Regions from separate parts of the Rattus norvegicus genome. Here region 2 is linked to region 1. A link is a contact called in public Hi-C data. All regions are on one chromosome and are shown on one strand. The core of a region is the stretch at or near the end of the contact, and the rest is flanking DNA. Distances in the headings are between cores, read along the strand shown.

Evidence for each region. A called contact is a pair of places that touch in the nucleus more often than the background predicts.
Region 2: a Hi-C map of prefrontal cortex shows a contact between it and region 1, with 2.5 times the contacts expected there. The contact joins the enhancer-like site here to the promoter of Cotl1 in region 1.

The regions. Positions count from the first base shown.
Region 1 is chr19:64,809,338-64,816,677 of GRCr8, forward strand. It overlaps Cotl1 (coactosin-like F-actin binding protein 1), which reads right to left and starts at 5,292. Exons shown (of 4, transcript NM_001108452.1): 1 at 5,051-5,292; 2 at 4,869-4,951. The coding sequence starts at 5,127. It overlaps LOC120098610 (a long non-coding RNA gene), which reads left to right and starts at 5,371. Exons shown (of 3, transcript XR_005496989.2): 1 at 5,371-5,966; 2 at 6,059-6,177; 3 at 6,967-7,340.
Region 2 is chr19:65,047,562-65,054,139 of GRCr8, forward strand. It overlaps Zdhhc7 (zinc finger DHHC-type palmitoyltransferase 7), which reads right to left. Exons shown (of 8, transcript NM_133394.2): 4 at 5,106-5,230; 5 at 4,399-4,495; 6 at 3,915-3,996; 7 at 2,665-2,795; 8 at 579-2,183. The coding sequence ends at 2,007. Among named protein-coding and RNA genes, the nearest start is that of Zdhhc7, 14 kb to the right of the region's middle. Within about 2 kb of position 2,945, at least 6 of the 93 cell types and tissues checked have an H3K27ac peak or open chromatin away from gene starts, as enhancers often do. A contact at or near this core is called in prefrontal cortex, where this site is marked.

The sequences.
Region 1 (7,340 bases), core at 4,042-6,541:
GCTTGCTAGGATTAGCCAAGTCTGGGTCATGTGCCATCTGAGAGCCATTCCCCCCAAAGATCAATGTCCTTAGTCAAAATGACTTCAGGCTACTCGGCTGTGGGCTGACCAGAGCATCATGGGAGTATCACATTCACCTGGCACCTCTGCCAACCAAACTTCACTGCTGTCAGTCTCCCAGCATGCCCTTCTCCAGGGATCACCCCACACATCCAGTTTACTTCAGCCTGCCTAGGCCAGGTACCTCCCCAAGTCAGCTATGGTGGCGCTGTACACACATTGAGCACCTACTTTAGGCCAGGTAGTGATTCCGTATACTGTCACTTTATAGCCATCCTCATCTCACAGATACAGAAACAGAGACTCTGGGAGACCTGCCAAGGTCACACAGCAGAGCCAGGCTTCGGTTAGAGCAAAGATTGGATCCTTCATCTGTGCCCTTCCCCACAAGCTCTAAAATCTACACCAGAACACTGGATGCCTTCCCAGAAGCCTGGGTTCTTTCCAAAAGAAAACTGCTTCCAGCAAAGACTTTGGGTCCATCAGGAGAGGACCTGGTTAGACAATGTTGCAGTTAACAGAGTATATTTTATAGCCCCTTTAAAGGCGACACAAGAAAAAGAAACAAAACAAAATAAAAGGTAGTAAAGACGGAACTCAGCCCTAGAAGGCAAGGTAGGTGGTCCGACAGGCCTAAGGCGGTCCTATTTTGGATCAGAAAATACATATAGAGAAATGTTTCAAGAATAGAGACAAAGACTAGGTCCATGGTCATATGACTAATCCTCTGGGAGACCATGAAACATCTGCCGAGCATAGGATGTCTTTGCTGTGACATACCGCCTCAGTTCTCAGAGTAAGTCTACAGAGTAGCCACTGGTGCACAGAACAAATGAATAGGACCAAGGACAGAACAATGGCAGGGTGGACACATTTCTGAATGGTTTTCACCTCCTCTTTGTACTGAGTCTCCCGACTATCCTAGAGGAACCTTCTGCGGTTGGGTGGCCCCGTTGATAATGGGGTTGTTGCACAAGCCTGGGGAGCTAGTCTGGATTGCCAGCGCTCTCATAAAAGCTGGGTACGGCTGCATGCTAGTGAGCCCTGATGTGCACTGGCTGTTGGCAAGCTAGCAAAATGGCTCAGCGGATGGCAGTACCTGTTCCCAAGATTGACCACCTGCATTTGATCCCTGGAACCCAGGTGGCAGGACAGAACTGACTCCCACAAACTGTCCATGGGTCCCCACATGGGCACCATGGCACATGCATGCACGGGAAAACACACACGCACATTTTAAAACAGAGTAAAGAGGTATCAAGGAAACATCAACACTGATCTCTTTACTACACACACATGGGTGCACATACACATGTTCTCATACATACATGTGCGTGCACACACAGACTCTTGAGCTGCCTGCACAGTACAAAAACTCCTAACAGCTGGAGTCTCTGCCTTGTCACCCATGCCAGACCTATGAGCCCCACTTCTATAGTTGTCATATGGATGGGTGCACCCCCTCTGCTTGGCAAATGGTCCCTCCACCTCTGTGGGCTGAGCTATGCTGCTTTCTGACTCCGAGTGGCTCTCTGGGGTCCCTGTAGCCCCCAGCTCAGCTACTTCCCCCACTTCCGGCATGTACCCTGTTTCCACGGGACCTCCATCCCCAAATAAAATGCTAGTCCTACTCAGTGGCATCGGAGGAACGTATTATGCCCTAAGCACACACTCCTGCTGTCTGCACTGTGGCAGAAGGGTCAACAGATGGGCAGCTCGCCTGCCTCCGGAACATGAATCTGAACTCAGAACATTGCCACAGCCTGCACCCCTCAGCACCATGGCAACCACTTCTCCTCATGGACTAAGCAGCTCCTGCAAACAGACCCAGGCTAAGGTTAGTGCCACAGGAGGCCATCGCAGGCTGGATCTAGGCGGATCTACTGTGAGCTGGGCTAAGCGCCGGGCTAAGCACCCACTGAGAATCTCAGGATGAAAAGCTACAGGAATAAAAAAGTAACTTGGTTAACGAATATTTATATAGTCACTCCGCTATTAATTTTGTAATTCTAAGAAGAAATAATTCCACAGGAAAGGCGGGGTGGGACTCTACAAATCTCTGAGGTACTTGGAAATACAGGAAAAAAGCCTTTCTTCTAGGGCCTGCCAAGACAGCTGACAGGGAATTAGGGCTCTCCGTACACCACAGTAAGCAAATCTAGTCTACAAACCATCTCACAAAGAACAAGACCCTAAACCACTTCCTTGGGGCCAAGAGCAATGGATTCCAGAGTCCAGTTCTAGCTCTCTTCTTCTTAAGGTGTCACTTAACCTCTCTGGGCCTTGGTTTGCAATCTTCAGAATGAAACAACCCAGCGGAAGCATGGCTGGCGCACACACGGGTCAGGTACAGTGATAGGTACGAGTACGGAGAAGATTTCTGAGGGTGGGGTCCCTGGCTCAGGAGGCCTCAGCAGGGGAGGGACAGAGAGCAGACGTGGCAAAGTAGAGCCATCTGTACATCGTCCACCAGATGGCTGGGAAGAGAGAGCAGACAGACTGCAGCTGCAGCCTCAGATCTCGCAGTCCATTCACAAGGACCAACAAGCAGCCCGAAGAGCATTTTTAGCTCATACGCCAGACGATCGCCATCCCTGTAGAGGGTTAGCAATGAGCAGAAAACCACAGCCCACCAGAGGAAGGAAGTGTCCCCCCAAGCGGCATCCAGGCCGGATGTGCGGCAGCAGGAGCATCAGTTGGGAATCTATCAGCAGGAGGCTTGGCCTTCAGCTCCCTCACCTTCTCCAGCATCGATGAGAAAACAGTCACAGAGGCAGGAGGGCTGGGGATGGGTTCCCAAGTGAGGAGGGAAAGCAGCGGACCTGCGGCACCCAGCCCCAGAGACTCCGGCCAATCCTGCTGATGGTGCACTAACTTCGGGGAAAGTTGAGCCTGCACTTGTCCCACTTTGGAAGCATTTGCTGCAGTCAGAGCAGCTGAGATCCTGCTCCGGACCGGACCGGAGCCAAAGTCTGCTCACTGACTCCAGAGCATCGCGCTTTACGCCGGCGATGTTTTAAAGTGAATTATTTACAGAAGCAATGAATACAGAGTCTAGCGGCAACTCCCAGGAGACATTTTAGCTGGGAGAACACTTAACACACGAACACACACTCTCACACCCATCTTAGTACCACACAGCACAAAGTGAAATGCCATTCGAGATGAACTGAATGCTAACCGACGACTCAATTAAGAAAGTTAGGCCGCCGGGCAAGGTAATGCACGCCTATAATCCCAGCATTTTGGAGGCAGAGGCAGGGAGGACCAGGAGTTTCGGGCAGGCTTAGCTACACAGCCAGAAAGCAATTAAAGAGTTGGGTGGCACAAACCAGGAAGCAGAAGCAGGAAGACCTCAAGTTCAAGGACTGCCCGGACTGAGAGTGAACTTATCTCAAAACAAAGTGGTTTAATTTTTTAAGAAATGTACCTCAGTGGTAGAGCATGTGGCCAACATATCCAAGGCCCTATGTTCCATTTCCCATACTTGGGGTGGGGGAAAGAGGAAGAAAGCAGTTGGAAAAGAAGTCACATGATCCTGGATTGATTTTTTTTGGGGGGGGGGGGTCTGTTTGTCACCAATGACTCTGACCAGCACTGTCCTGAACACTTACATACACACTTGGGACCAATCAATCTCACAGCACTACAGGAGATCAGGTGAGGAACTGTGACCCCCACAGGGACCTGGCCCCAACCCACCCAGCTGGAAAGCAGCCCCCGAGGGATTCTAACCCACAGCCAGCCCCGGGAGTCTACACCCTAGCTTCTAGGTGGCCTGCTTTTGTTTGACATTAGTTCCAAAGCTAAAGACAACAGGAGACAGCAGGCCCAGGATCTCCTACTTCAATCTCTTTCAAGGCTTTTTCGGGAAGGCAAGGGGGACGCCCAGCCAGCCCAGCTGGCCTCCAACTCTCCTCCTCCTGCCTCTGTTTCCAGAATATGCTGAGCTGCTGTGAACACCGGCTCCTTTAGGGATCTCATTACCAACTGTGCTGAGCCTGCTGCTACCAGGGGCTGCGGCCATTCAGGCCCTGTGTTCTTTCATGGTCCACACACCCCAGGGGAACTTAGGGTTCTGTGGGATGCTTTTATTAAGTCACACATCTGTATGATTCCTCCACACCAAACCATTGGAGCCCTTCAGCTCCTGAAGCTATCACCCATGCCCCACCCCAGCCAGGGGCCAGTGACTCCGCTGCTGGGACCTCACAAGTCAGCTTCATTTTATCCAGGCCCCATATAAGCAACATCGGGCATTCGCTCTTAGTACGTGCCCCTTTACTCTTCAAATTAAAGGCTTGTACAGAGGCAGATAAGGACAAAGATGGGAGAAAGGAGGGTGGGGCCCTGGGTTCGGCCTTTAGCTTGCAGCCCCCAGGGGCTTCGGCGTTTATTGTTCACTGACCAATCAGAGAGGGTGGAGTTTGAACTGCCAGTTCTGACCTGGAAACCCAGTGAACCACAGGGAGCGGAAGAAGCTGACCCAGCCAGGGGAAGAATCTCCTCGGGTCACTTGATAGTGATGTCCACAGGGGTTGGGGGCAGGGTGGGGGAGGGATACAGTCAAGACTTTAGAAAGCTCAGACCGGAGCTTTGCCTGGTTGTGCACACCCACCATATCTGTACTAGATGGTTGTGGCAGGAGGATGGCCAGTTGGAGGTCACCCCTATCTCCAAAAACACAAAGACAAAAACAAGCAAGCAAACAAACAAAACCCCCAGCCTATATCTGTTGCTGCTTGGATACCCAGCACCTCGCTGCCCTGGGTGGCCACCCTCTCCCAAAAGGTCTCAGGTCGTCCTACCTGTGCACTGCTGGATGAAGTGCTGGTAATCCGCTCCCTGATCGCCGGGGACAATGGTGGCACCGTCGTATTTAAAAGTCACCCTTTGGGTTGGAGGAAGAAAAGAAACATAGGTGAGCAGCGGCGGCGAGCGGCACGAAGCAGGTCGGTACTGGCATCCCCAGCCCCGCGGCGTTGCTCACCAGATGACCGACGAGCCGTCGTCCCGCACTAAGTTGTACGCCGCGCGACACGCCTCCTTGTCGATCTTCGTGGCCATGGCCGCCGCGAGGACACTGCCGGAACCAGTGAATGCGTCCCTGATCCGCTGCGAGGGTCGAGCGGGCTCCGAGAGTGAGCAGGGGGTGGTGGCCGCTCGCAATTGCAAGCTAAGGTCCTCGGAGAGGGGCCCGCGGTTACTGCAGAGCCGGAGCGCGCGCCGGGACTCCACTCCCATGAAGGCCACGCCCCTCTGTTCCCATTGGTCGCGCGGGCGGGGGCGGAGCGTCTTGCACACCCGGTGGCCAATCCCAGTCTATGTGGATTGCGCAACTCGGCGGAGGGCTGGAGGAGGGGCCCTTCCTCTTCATCTTCCCTTCCTCCGTCTTCTTCCCTCCCCACTCCATGGGCCCCCAGCCTCTCTCTTCTTCCACCACCTTCTGTGTTCTTCGATCTCGCTCTCCTTCCTCCTTTCCTCTCTCCTCCATTCCTCTCCTTCCCTTACGCGTTGCAATCCTCTTCTCTCAGCCTCTTCCGTGTTCTCCTTTCTTCTCATCTCTATTTATCCCACCCCAAGCCCCTTCTTCCTCCTCCCTAAGGCCTCCTCCCCTTCTACCCTTCTTCCTCTCCATCTTCTCTCATCTTCCTATTTTCTATTCCTCCCTCGTTCCCTCCACACAGTGAGCTGAGCTGCAGAGCTCTCCACCCCTTCCCCTCCCCTCCAGAAGGATAACTTAAGTCAGCACTCAGATGAGTCAGGCTGGCCAAGGCTGGCCCCCTAACCCAGTGTTTGCTCTTCGGATTTGGAAGGGGAAGAGGTGGAAAGAAGGAAGCATTTCATTTGGAAAGGGGCAGACTGGGAATCACTGTTGACTTTGTAGCCTGGTTATCTGCAGTCAGGTGAGGTGCTGGCCGGGGTGGGGTGGGGAACGGCATCCTTAACTCCCTTATTGGGTCATTCATTCACTACTCTTCCACTATCTACCCTACAGGCCCCGTGAAAGGCTGGCTCTGGAGGCCCAGCTCTAGAATTACACAGAGTGTAATTTTCAGCTCCAAGCCATAGGAAAGCCCTGAAACCTTTGCAAGAGTTCTTAGCTCTCTCCCCATGGTAAGAATAACATGGCCGGCCGGGGTGTCTTCAGCTTTAACTGAAATGATGTATATCAGCCGGGGCCGGCATCAGAAGAGGTCAGTGTTGGTTTGCTATTAACTAAAACGGATCATAGACAGAAACTGAAAAGGGAAGGCTACAAAATACGACTCTGTCTCAGAGGAGGAGAGATGGTTCATCTTCTTCCAGAGGACTTTAGATTCTTTCTCAGTACCCGTGTCTGTAATTACAGCTCCAGGGGAAGCCGATGTCCTCTTCTAACCTCTGTAGGCATCTGCATGCACGCACACTAGAGTAAATAAAAATCGTAGTGGTACACACCTGTTGTTCAATAAAAAGCACCACCTTCCTCAAAATGAAAGATAACAAATCCATGAAAACTGCCACTCTAATCCCAGAGAATGGTCAAGTGTGGGATGGTCTGGCCCAGTGGCTATTTGTGTCTGTGTGTGTGTTTATCTGTGTGTGTTCCTCCCTTATGAGTGTATGATTCAGAGGACTTGTCTTTCCAGTCAGAGTCTCTCACTGGTCTGGAGGTCACCAAGTCTGGCAGGCCATTCAACCCCAGGGGCCCAACCGGGCTCTAACCTCCCCAGCACTGGAAGATATTAGAGCCACTCAGGACTCCATGCTTCTCTGGCAAGCACTTCACTGAATAAATTATTTCCCCTTCGGTTCGTTCATGTGGGGTGTGTGTGTGTGTGTGTGTGTGTGTGTGTGTGTGTGTGTGTTGTCTTTGGTTTTTAATTTTGTTTTGTTTTGTCTTTGTCTTGTTTTGTTTTTCAGATAGGGTCTCATGTAGCCCAAGCTGGCTTCCAATTTACTATGTAGCAGAGGATAGCCCTGAACTCCTGATACTCCACACTCCACCTCCCAAATGCAGGTGTGTGCCACCAGGCCAGGCCTTCAGATGACCCTGAAAGACATGAAAAAATTCCAGAGATTTCGGGCATCACACCCCCTGGAAGGGAAGCGACAAGAGATTGTGAGCTGCCTGACCTGAGTGCTGAGAACTGAACTCGGGTCCTCTTGAAAGCGGCAAGTGCTCTAACCACCGAACCGTCTCTCTCGCCCCTGTTGTTTGACTGATTAGTTGATTAGAGTTGGGCTTTGGGGTTTTTTTGTGTGTATGGTTTTCGGTGTTTTTTGGTTTGTTTTTT
Region 2 (6,578 bases), core at 1,695-4,194, 240 kb after region 1:
AGCCCCAGAACTTTTGTAAGACTTAAGTCGTAAGGCCCTGGGCATAGTATATACCTGCTATCCCAGCCCTCGGGAGGGGAAGGAATGAGTTTTGAGGTTGAGGCTACTTTAGGAAGACCCTGTGTCTCAAAAGCCGGATGCCTGAGGCTCTTGGGGGAGGATTGTTTGTTTTTTGAGACAACCTCGCTGTCTTGAACTCAGTATGCAAACCAGACTGGCTTCAAGCTTTGCGAACTCCCTCTGCCTTCCCAGTGCTGAAGTCAAAGGTTCTCAGACACTTCCCATGCAGACTAGCTGCAGAGGCCTGGCACTGCATCCCTGTTCCAGCCCTGGGGCTGAGGTTATGTCCACCTGCTCCTGTGCTCAGAACCAGTTTTATTTTAAAGTACATTTAAAAATTTCCTCAAAGTTAATTAAGAGAAAGTTAAGGGATCTTAGGGTAAAATCCTAGCCAGGCAACATCTACACAGGTGACACTGGGAGCTGTACCCAGATACCCAGGTCCCCTCACAGGCACATAGCAGGTCCTGAAAAGGCAAGGCAGGCCACCCAGGAAGAAGAGGGCTGCAGGAAGGTGAGAACTGTGGACGGGTTACTTTATTTCATAGAAAATCACACTGAGGAATTGAAAAGTCAAGTATACTCAGCTTGGATTCACCGCCACGGACTCCACACTGGAGGGTGAGACTGCCAGAGCCTACATGCCCAGACACATGTGCAAAGGAACGCAGAGACAATCTGAAGCCACGATGTCCCTCTGCAGGGACTCAGGCCCCAGAGTTTGCTCACTGCATGAGAGGGCTCAGGTCCCCCGGGTTCACCTCAGTAGCATAGGAGCCCAGACAAGGGCAGGGCACAAGCGACTGACACCGAAAGAACAGTCATGGTGTCACGGGGACAGAAAGGCAGCTGGTCCCAGAAGGGAAACACTGGTGTCTGCATGGGAGAACACTCTCGGAAGTCCCCAGCTTCTGTCAGACTGCTTTCACCCAGCAGCAAAGGACAACCTACGAGTTTAAGGCAAGTCCCCTGAGGGGAGCTGTGTGTGCTGACATAATTCTAAGCCCACACCAAGGGTCCACTGACTGAAGTGCCATGGGTAAAGAAATAGTCACATGTCCCCACTCTTGATAGCTCAGGCACCGGGCTGTCTCAGCCTGCAGCACCTCTCCAAAGGGGCCCAAGGCGGCTTCTCATGCTGAGCTCCCCACAGCCCCTGCCCCACAGTGCTGGGTCTCAGCACAGGGCTACCACTTTCCTTGTTGAGAGAATGTTGCAGTGGCTAGTTTGGCTGGAACAACAAAACCTCAGCTCCATGCCCTCAAACACTAAGTTTTCAGTGAAATAAAAGCAGGAGGCCGGGCCCATGCGCAGGCATGCCTGTTCTTTGGATCTGGACACTGGAGGATACATTCATAGGAGGCCAGCAAGGGCCAGCAGTGCGTCCCACTTCCCTGAAACACTGGAGTCTGAAAGACAGCTTGTCTACCACACGCGTGCTTGAACAACACTGCTGATTCTGACACATGCTCACGCACACACACCACACAGACACACAGATGAGCACACACAGACTTGCTGGAAGGGTCAAAGGATGCCCGTTCTGGGGCAGCATGGAGTGTTCTGGAAGCCGCTTTGACTGTTCAGTGCTAGGTGTCAGAGCCCTCCAAGCCAGAGTCTCTGTGGAAACCCCTTCCAGTAAGAAGTGCGCTGGGGATGGGCCAGCAGGACCCCAGCAGCTGCTGTGCTGGCTTCCTTCATGACCAAGAAGCAACGGCACCTGTGCTGTGGGTGCTCGCAGCCCACGAGACATCCTGGGTCAGGATGGTCAGGATGGCCTCCCGGGACTGCTTCTCCTGGCAGTACACACAGAAATGACAAGTGCCTGTGGCCCTAGGTCCATGAAGTGCTCATGGCCCCGTCTGCTGGCCAGCTCCATCTGCCCACAAGGCTGCTGTGCTTGCGGCCACTGAGTATGATGTCTGCAGACATCCTGCCCTGAAGGCTCATACAGAGAACTCGGGGCCTCCCTTCCTGGTCCTCATCTGCAGCCGCCTGAATCGGAAGCCCACAAAGGGGTTCATCCAGAGGAGGGAGGGAGGGCCCCCGAAGACAGACTTCATCCCTTCCCACCGCAGCCTTCGCTCCCACGTAGGCTTCTCACTCTTCAGCCTCTCGATCTCCTGGGAGCAGAAGAAGCCAGAGGAGCAATGAGAAGAGAGCCACAGCCTGTAGCTGCACAAGGCTACCCACAGCGTGCTGCAGGCCTCCAAAGCCTGTGTGGAGCTGGGCACTCCTCCCTATCCCACACGCACAGCCAAGCTGCAGACAGCTACAAGGATCAGCCTCAAAGTCAACCAGGCTATGGCTCGTGTGGCACAGTGGCCTCTGGATGGGACCAACACTTTGCTTGAGTTCCTACTCGGTCTGTATTTACGCAGCACCTTCCCCAGGCCTGCAAGAGTGGGAGGCCTTCACGTTTCTGAGACCACTGAATTCTTACCAACCTAACCCCTATCCTGGGCCCAGGAGCTATGCTGCCCCAATGAAGAGAGCAGCGAACACAGACCTGTGGACCCAAGGTTGGAGAGGCCACGTGTACACGTGGGCTGTTGTTGCTGACAGTGCCCCCTGCCACCCCTGAAGACACAGGACAAGACTCACAGTTTCGTCATTGCATATTGAGTGGATCTGGGTGCCGAACATGACTGCGGTGAAAGTGAAGAACAGGAGGCCCTCAAGGCACAGGAAGACCAACAGGATTACAGTTATGGGAGGAGAGAAGTCACTGCACTCTGCGGATGAGAGTGAGGTGCTCAGTGTACAGGGGAGCGGTGGGGAAGCTGCACGAGTTTCCTAGAAGGAATGCGCTTCTCCTGCGTGAGCCCACTAGAGCGCTCTAAGAAGCTGGCACACAGCCCTGTCTGCCTGGCACACAGCCTCGCCATCCTTGACAGCCCACAATCTCACCTCCCCTGAAGTTTCTGGCTGCACTGGGGACTCTTCCCAGGGCTTTACGAATGCCAGGCAAACACTCAACTCCACCTTCTCCCACTGTATACCCCCAGCCCTCTTTTTACCTTGATAGGGCCTCACTAAGCTGCCCAGCCAGCCTTGAACTTGTGAGTCTCCCGCTTCTGCCACTTGAGCAGCAGTGCATGGGTCCCCTAACATATGCAACTGTTCTTAAAGGACCCTCCTGTGTCTACACTGTGTGGCTACAGGGGACATTCTACACTAGAGGTACTGTGACAGGAGTGCAGCCCCTCTTGTCTTCCTGTAGCTGCCAACAAATGCCCGTCCAGATAGGCACATCCTCCGGGACACCCCATCAGGCCACGCCAAGGCTGCTGTGAACGGGATCAACTAAAGCTGGCCAGAAAGCAAACACAAGGCAATGGCCTCAGTGGCAGGGCTGCCTGCCTCAGTGTCAAGAGTCTGCAAGTAGCTGACGTGATTATCACACCTTAGCCACGCACTAAGTGAGGTATCAGCCAATGAGCAGGGTGAAGCTTCCACATTCTATCTTAAGAAATGTTAACTCTTTACTGCCAAGGTGGCTTATACCTGTCACCCCAACACTTAGGAAGCTGAGAGAGAAGCATCATCCGTGAGTTCAAGGCCAACCTAGACTACAAAGTGAGACCCTGTTTCAAAAAACAAAACAAAACACTAAAAACAAGCCCATCTCAGGTTATTAAGAATAAGGCCTTCCTCCCATCCAGGAGCCCACTCCCCCTGGGGCTCCCCACTGCACTGCTTTCTTTCTTTCTTTCTTTCTTTTTTTTTGGTTCTTTTTTTCGGAGCTGGGGACCGAACCCAGGGCCTTGCGCTTCCTAGGTAAGTGCTCTACCACTGAGCTAAATCCCCAGCCCCACTCTGCACTGCTTTCGAGATGACGGAGTCTTCCTTACCTGTCCACTGCCCTCGGACGCAAGAGATGAACTGAAGCCCGCAGAGAATCAGAGCATGGATTGAAGACAGAGCTATGTACATCTAGAAGGAGGGAGATGGGTTAGGGATTTTCAACAATCTGCCATCCTATAAGCAGAGGCTGGCCGTGCTCACACACCTCCCACCCCCAACGGGGAAAGCTGGCGTGGAGGAGGAGTAAATTGTAGGCAGTGGCAGCTGATTGGACCACAGCAGAGAAGCCCAACAGCTGCACGGCAAAATAAGCAGAGGGGAAATGAGCTCTGTGCGTGAGGGAGGCCCTGTGTGTGACAATGGTGACCCAGAGGGACAGACAAACCTACAGGCAACAGGTGATGTAATCCACATGGCATGGTCACCCCCGGACTGTGTTCTGCATGTGCCAACACCGCCATTAGCTGTAGCTAAATACCTCCCCCAACTGCAGAGGTTCGAGTCTCAGAACCTCCAGCTCAGCGCACTCACGGTGAAGAGCACGAAGAAGCGCTGGTTCTTCTCTCCCACACAGTTGTTCACCCACGGGCAGTGGTGGTCCATCTTTCGAATGCACCTCTTGCAGATACTGCAAAGGAGAGCACACTTTTCAGCCTTGTGTTCTGGGACATCAGTGACACCAAATGACATCCAAGGTAGGACAGCCTGAGGACATCTCTCTGCACAACACCTATGACAAGAGCGGTCCCACTCCACCTTTGTGCACACACAGAGACTCAGTCCAAGGACAGGGAAGCCCAAGAGACTTCCAGGAATGAACAAGTCCCTGGTTCGCCACACCCAATATCAGCCCCGCCGAGGGACAGCAGCCTGTCTAAAAATCCAGTCTTGGCACAGCAGGGAAATGACACACTGCAGCAAAGGCCAGTAGAGGGAGCCCAAGAGAGGAGGACATTCAAAGGCACCTGTTTGTGGGCTGGAACCGCTCGCTCCTTTCTCATTAACCAGTGTCAGTCAGAAAGTGTGCCAACAGGAGCCTGCATTTAGTCTGCTGATGCTGCCACGCACAAGCAGTAGCAAGTATAAAGAGGCTTGATTCTCCAACTACAAAATTCATGTGCCAGGCCAGGAAAAAGAGCAGACACCTTGTTGCTTCCTGTGACTATTGTCCAGCTGTCTGCTGCACTGTCTGAAAACTTCCATGTACAGTCTGGCTCTGCTGAGGGCAGAGGTCATACCTGCAGTGGTGGGCACGCTCCGGCTTGATGCAGCAACACTTGGGGCACTTGTAGATCACCTCGCCCGGCTTCAGCTGCAAGCTCTCCATGTACTCCTTCGTGGCGTTGCCTTTGGGGACAGCCCCCTGTGCACACAGATTGGATTCAGGTTGGGTGAAAGGAGTCAGAAAAACAAGGCTCAACCCATAATTCTAGCACTCAAGAGGCAGAAGGCCAGTCTGATCTACATAGTGAGTTCCGGGCTAGCTAGGGCTACACTGGACTACCCTGTCTTAACTCTCCCACCCACAGCAAAAGATCTACAAAATATGCCCATAATCCCCAGCACTGGGCACGCAGATGCAGGAGGATGGCTGAGTTTGAGGCCAGCCTGGGCTACTCAGTGAGACTCTGTTTCAGGAAAACAAAAGACTCCCGAAGCCTGAGCATGCTGAGTCTGATGAAGGAGGCAGTGTGGTCAGAGGCCTCTCGGGCAACCCTGGTCACGGGCAGACAGCGCACCACAGGATGAGGTCTAGGGCACAGCCTTGGTCCCTTGTACTGGCTGGTTTTGTGTGTCAATTTGACACAAGCTAGAGTTATCACAGAGAAAGGAGCCTCAGTTGAGGAAATGCCTCCATGAGACCCAGCTGTAAGGCATTTTTAACAACTAGTGATCAAGTGGGTAGAACCCAGCCCATTGTGGGTGGTGCCGTCCCTGGGCTGGTGGTTCTGGGCTCTATAAGAAAGCAAGCTGAGCAAGCCAGGGGGAGCAAGCCAGTAAGTAACATCCCTCCATGGCCTCTGCATCGGCTCCTGCTTCCTGACCTGCTTGAGTTCCAGTCCTGACTTCCTTTGGTGATGAACAGCAATGTGGAAGTGTAAGCTGAATCAACCTTTTCCTCCTCAACTTGCTTCTTGGTCATGAGGTTTGTGCAGGAATAGAAACCCTGACTGAGACACTTGTATAGGCTAGCCAAGGCCACTATGAGGCCAGGCCGCCTCACCTCAACTTTAGAAGGCAACAGAAGCTTACAGTAGTGGTTTTCGACCTTTCTAATGCTGCGACCCTTAACTGGCAGACACAAGCACAGTTACTCTGTGTGCACAGATCAGGAATCCATGCCAGGCTCACAGTGCTGTAAGAAGCGTAGAACTTTCTTAGAATCAACACATGGCCTCATGTGCCTGCACTCGCTGCCTATAGGGGCTGCTCTGTGGCCTTCAGATTACCAGGAGGAAGCCCTGGCCATCTCCCTGGTTCTGGGGTAGCTACAAAAAGGGTGTCTCAGGGGTTGGGGATTTAGCTCAGTGGTAGAGCACTTGCCTAGCAAGCCTAGGCCCTGGGTTCGGTCCTCAGCTCTGAGAAAAAAAAAAAAGGGAGGGGGGTGTCTCAAATTTCTGAGAAGCAGCTATCCCTGATCTGGAAGCTCTAAATTCGTCTTCACTGCATTGGGACTGAGAGCGGAAGTACAGGCCTGCTCCAGAGAGAGC